Linked DNA regions of Triticum aestivum: region 1 is linked to region 2. A link is a contact called in public Hi-C data. All regions are on one chromosome and are shown on one strand. Each heading gives the region's core, a stretch centred on a gene start, on an enhancer-like site or on the middle of the called end of the contact. The rest is flanking DNA. Distances are from core to core; before and after follow the strand shown.

What was found. A called contact is a pair of places that touch in the nucleus more often than the background predicts.
Region 1: a contact with region 2 is called in a Hi-C map of leaf, with 6 times the contacts expected there. The contact joins the promoter of LOC123103698 here to the promoter of LOC123103696 in region 2. A contact is called at or near these places in 3 of 5 Hi-C or Micro-C datasets (all in leaf) and 1 of 1 datasets of contacts at active chromatin or transcription factors (leaf).

Annotation. Positions count from the first base shown.
Region 1 is chr5A:414,916,431-414,919,613 of IWGSC CS RefSeq v2.1, reverse strand. LOC123103698 (TPR repeat-containing thioredoxin TDX) reads right to left here and starts at 1,900. Exons shown (of 9, transcript XM_044525364.1): 1 at 1,678-1,900; 2 at 1-99. The coding sequence starts at 84.
Region 2 is chr5A:414,554,702-414,557,567 of IWGSC CS RefSeq v2.1, reverse strand. It overlaps LOC123103696 (plant UBX domain-containing protein 2), which reads right to left and starts at 1,350. Exons shown (of 3, transcript XM_044525362.1): 1 at 381-1,350. The coding sequence starts at 1,322.

The sequences.
Region 1 (3,183 bases), core at 651-3,150, 360 kb before region 2:
GTCTGGCTCAACAACTTCCCCTTCCAATTCAATGTCCGACTCCATGATTTCATCCTCGAAGCTGTTCTCTCCCACCTTCGCCATGCCTTCTGATGCCTTCTGCAAAAAACAAAATTCACTAAAGTTCAACTAATCTGTAAAGTTTTTGTTTGAATAACTTGCACAAAACCAACTACTAGGACTAACTGCATCCAACATAAAGAACCAATAAAGATAATCTTGCACATCAATGACGCCCAAATCATCAACAATATGGTGTCAGCGGTACACAATGAAGATACCAAGAAAGATTACCGGAAACCTAGCTCCAAGGCTGAGAACAGGACCAAGAAGCATGTCAAGCACAACAGAACCAATAAACTTCATCGGAAAAAAAAGGGAGAGGGGGACCGGGGGTACTAAAGGCTTTGTCGAAGTCCATAACAAAATGGTTTCTTCGATACTTCCTCTCACTTTGGTGGCAACGGGATAAGCAAAGAATCCGAGCGAGCGAGATCACTTGATGAGGTTTCCACAAAGAAGAAGAGGGAGGGATGGTGGAGGAGACTAGGTTTGGAGAGGCAACGAGCGATGAGAAACTGCAGCTGGGCCACCACCGCATCGTCCAGACCATCGTCCCATGGAGATGTAGATTAGATGTATCTTTTGTGCTCATTATTTTTATCTGCCAGATCGGCCATGGGTATTTATGTAGGGATTGTCTTGTGCATAAGTCTTATTCAGAGAAACTGTATACTTCCATATACTCCCTCCGTTCCTAAATATAAGTCTGTTTAGAGATTCCACTAAAAACTACATACGGATGTATATGGACATATTTTAGAGTGTAGATTCACTCATTTTGCTCCGCATGTAGTACATAGTGGAATCTCTAAAAAGACTAATATTTAGAAACGGAGGGAGTAATATTTTGTGAAATACTTCCATCATAAAACCATGTCGAAATCGATTCTCGCAATACATGTGTAGATGATGTGCAAAATTTGCATGATCGCCCAAATACCATAGGCTGCGATATTTTCCACGCATAAGAGGGGTGACGTTGACAACGTGGGAGATTGTTACAATTCAATTTGAGCTGAGAGGATTTCCGCGTATAATTAGGTTTGCATATTTGTACATGATTATGCTTTTAACATCGATGACAGAATTACCAACCACGGAGTTTGTAGCTTTGGTGCAAGTGATAGTTTATAGTTGCGTTTATATGAACAGTGGTTGCTTCTCATGCAAGAGGAGCTTGGAACTGAATTGGGCAACAGAACCATGACAGAATTTCAGGAAGGGCAGCGCGCAACTCACTCAACCATGGGAGAATCAATACTCTATAAACTAAAATCGCCGCACCGAATCCACAACCAGGAGAACCTAGTACCCAGATTTTTGCAATCTACCAGATGCTACAGCCACAGGCAGAATGAACTACTTCATCGGCCCGCAATAAACGCTAGAGAATTTTACCAGCGCACGTTCGCAACGAAATTCAGATACGACGCACATGTTATGAAGCTGAATCAGCAACGGGGGTACCCAAATCTGAGCACGGCCAAATCAAACATCACGAAGGCTCGCAACTAGGTCGGAGCACATGTATATACTGCTCAAAATTGCACACCGTGGACGGGGAAATTCTAGGGTAAGTACCAGCGCAGATCGAGGAGGAGGCAAGGCGCTGACCTTGTCTTGACGAGGAGCCGATGCCGCCGCACGGAGCAGGTCCTCGCGGTCGAGAGGGCCGGTGTTCCTCGTTGGAGCCCTGACGGCCGCCGTGTCCTAGCTTGGACTTGGTAGAACGACCGAGGTAGACTCGCCCTAGCCGCCGGCCGTTCTTAGTCGGAGCTGTCGGGTCTGTCTCGCGGTCACGGCCGTTCGGTGCAACAACCGTGCAAGTTCTTTACTCGCCAACACTAGTTGTGGGCCTTTCCTTTTTTTTAGGTTAATTTGTGGGCCCTTTAGTAGCAAGTGCTAGTTGTGGCCCGTTTAGACAGAACCCATGCATCCACGGTTGGCCCGAAGCCCGTGCCTGAAAAGTTAAATAAGAAGGGTGAGTTTTTCTCAAAAAAGAAGGGTGAGTTTTTCTCAAAAGAAAAAATAAGGGTGAGTAAAAATTGTACGCCCTCCGTTCCTATATATTTGTCTTTCTAAAGATTTCAACAAGTGACTACATATGAAGAAAAATGAGTGAATCTACACTCTAAAATAAGTCTATATACATCCGTATGTGATAGTCCAAATATCTAGGAACAAAGGGAGTATTTATCTTTTTAGAGATTTTAACAAATGAATACATACAGAGCAAAATGAGTAAATCTAAACTCTAAAATATGTCTATATACATCTGTATGTATTAGTCCATTTGAAATCTCTAAAAAGACAAATATTTAGGAACGGAGAGAGTACATTGCAACATGAAAACATTGACAATGTGCAGAGGAATTTGCCGAGATTTGTCTGAAAAGGCTCCAAACATGAAATTCAACATATACAATCAACGGAACTACAAACCAATCACTCGAATGAAATCAGATTGTCGACCTGCATCTTTTTCATGTACAGCTTATCTCGAATCGAAGCACCGCTTTGTAGATTAAAAGGGACTAAGCGAAAAAGTAAGAGGTTGATGAGAACATAACCAAGTACAACCAGCTACACCCATGGACCATGTGTCATCTAGTTTGCATGGCAAAAGCCATCCACGTGCGCTTCATTGCATCGCTCGGGCCTGACTCATTGAAAATGCTCGATTCGAGCATTTCTCCTCAATTAGGCCCGGAGATGCTTTAAACATCACAGGAGGCGAGATTTTGATGCAAAGCATACAAGCAAATAAACTAAAACTACATTTCATGGGTCTAATTGAACCTCATGCGGGCTACCAAATGCGTCAATGGCGTCCAGAAAAGACTGAAGTCATGGAGCGCTGAGATTCACAAAATCATCACCGATGCCTAACTACCAAGGTGTGACGCCCGGGTAATTAAGCTACGATAATCCCCGCTAATGATGCCATGTCACCTCGGTTACTGTGGATAAACTCGCATTAGTTCGGAACCTAGTTCGAATTTCAAATTCAAAATCGAGCAAACAATAAAAGTTTTCAAATATTAAAATTTAAATGTTCGGAGTGAACCAAATAATACATAGGTAATTATGGTGATGAAACCATATTTTTATAAAGTGTTT
Region 2 (2,866 bases), core at 101-2,600:
GTCTAAATGTGCTTTATCAAAACTGTGGAGTAATATAGACTGCAAGTTTTCTGGGATTCCACAATATCTCATGGAAATGGCACCACATTGTTAAGACATACCTATATATGAACATGACCGCAGAATTTATGCACTGACCTCACAGAAATGGCACCACATTTTTATGATCTATTGGTGTAAGAACATCAATATTCAGTCATTTTTACTCATCACCAAGTTCAAACAAAATCTATTTCTCACGAGTAAAGATGTTGCATGAGCATACCCAGAATATCAGAGTGTGGACAAACCAAACTATCCATGCAGTTCAATTCATTGACCAAAATATGATCATTCACATAACCAATTGATGGAGTACATTGAATTAGACGCCTGCTCACCTGACGATCAACAATCTTGTTAACCTCCTTTTGCTCATCGACTCCGCTGCGGCAGCTCTCTTTGGACTCAGACCCGGACAGCGTCGGTAGCGGTGCCGAAGGATGGGACCTCTCAAGTAGGAGCACAGCCTGCCTGATCCCGCTAAGCCTCGCTTCCGCAGGAGTCTCGTCCATCACGGCAAAGAGCTCCCCGCTCTCATCCCCGATCGTGAACCCGACCGCCTCGAGGAGCTCAAGCCCGCCCTCCCTGTCCGCCACGGCCTCCTTGATCCTAGGGTTACCGAGCCTGACCCTCCTGTACTTGTCGTTGCCGGGCTCCTTGAGCAGGTTGCCGAGAAGCTTCTTCACGACCTCGACGGCCGCAGCGGGCGGGTTGCCGGAGAGGTACGTGGCCGCGCGGGCGCGGGCGCCGCCGGCCGACGCGAGGCAGCCGTCGAGGTGCTCCGAGACGGCGTGCTCGGAGGAGAAGGCGTCGCCGCAGCTGGGGCACGCGACGGTGTCGCCGCCGTTGGCATCTAGGCGGCGGGAGGAGGAGGAGGAGATGACGGCGGTGAAGGGGGTGAATTCGGAGGGGGCGGATGGGCGCGGGGGCTGCTGCTTGGGGGCGGGCCTGGGGTTAGGGTTAGGGTTTGAGGGGCGGGAGGAGGAGGCGGAGGCGGAGGGGGGAGGGCCGGAGCCGAGGACGTGGGAGGGGCCCTTGAAGGACGGGGCGGAGGAGGAGGTGACCTTCTTCATGAGATCCTTCATCTTGTCCTTCATCATGGAGGCCGGCGGCGACGAGGTGCAGGCGGCGGAGGAGGTGGAGGATTGGCGTGGACGGGGAGTAGACTTGGTTGCCTCCGCGGGGTTCGTTCGAGGGGAAGAAGCAACGCGACGGGCGCAAATTGATAAAGAAGGAAGAACTACGGAGGTGGAGATCCAGCTGGGAAATGAAGCCGGCATCCGGGAATGGTATGGTACTTCGCTGCCAAGGCATCTTCGCCGAGTGGGCCGGGCCGCAAAGGCAAGCAAGTAACGATCACTTCGTGCAGAGGGCCAGCCACCATGGCCCATCGGGGCGGCTATACTGTGTGGCCACCCATGCAGCCTGAGTTATGAAATGGCAGCCGATCAAGCAAGGGTGCTCCTACGCAGGAGAGCAACTAGTTGGCGAGCGCTTCTTCGAGAGTCTTCCAATGATTATTTGGGTGAGTTAAGAACGCGTCAGGCACGGTCTCAACCGCCGCCACGCGTCGTGCTATGGGCCCTCCTTTAGGATTTTTTAAAAAAAAATCACGCGTTTTTGGCTTTTTAAATGGTATTTTTAGATTTTTTTTGTTTATCACCGGTCTTTCTTAGCATTTGGACCAAAAAGTTGTGTGAAATAACACGTCTTTTTGCCTCTGCGAAAGGCACGATTTTGCTTTCACGAGAGGCACGGCTATGCCTCTCGGAAACGAAAAAACGCGTTATCTATTTTTTCCTTTCGCTAGAGGCACGCTTTTGCTTCTGCGAGATGCACGGCACGGTTATGCCTCTCGGAAACGAAAAAAAACATGTTTTCTGTTTTTTTCCTTTCGCGAGAAGCACTATTTTGCTTTCACGAGAGGCACAGTTGTACTTTCGCGAGAGAAATGGCCGTGCCTCTCGAAAACGGGAAAAAACGGGTTTTTTATTTTTTCCTTCCGCGAGAGACACGGTTATGCTTGCATGAGAGGCATGGTCGTGCCTCTCGAAAACGAAAAAAAATGTGTTTTGTGTGTTTTTTTCCTTCCGTGAGAGGCATGGTTTTGCTTACGCGAAAGGTACAGTTGTGCTTACGTGAGAGGCACGACCGTGCCTCTTTCAGAAAGAGAAAAAACATGCTCTCAATTCGGTTTTTCCGTTCAAAAAATTTTATCTGGTTTTTTCATGAAAAAAATGGTCAAAATCTATCAACATAAGATCTTGTTTTGAAGATGTCGACGCGAGGAATCCAATGGTGGTTCGACATTTGGACGCATGATTTAAAAGATAAAATATTTTGAATAAACAGATAAAAAAAGGGAAAACAGATGTCGCAATCAGAGGAGATGGGACTAATTTTTGAAAAAAGTACTTCTTAGTTAGTGATTTCGCATACGCAGCACCTTCAGCGCCGCAAATGGAATATTCCCTCATGGGCCGGCCCACGAATGAGATGCAGAAAAGTAGGCCTCTTTCAGGAATCGAACACGCACGTTACACTAGTGTATGTGTTAGCCTAACCACCGGGGTGAGTGGCTACTATGGGAGCCGGAGGTGCCAGTAGTCTAGGGCGGAGGGGGACGGGGTAGAGGAGAGGGTGGTGGTAGAGGGAGAGGAAGGGATGCAGGAAGAGGAGAGAGAGGAGGCAGGGGTGGAAGAGGCTTGATGGGTGGTAGGGGGAGAGCTGATCCCGGAGCAGGGGTGCCGTCCTTTGGATCGCAGCAGATGGAAGTGGAGGACCAGGGAGATGGCACAGGAGAGAGAGTGGACAGGGGGGCAAG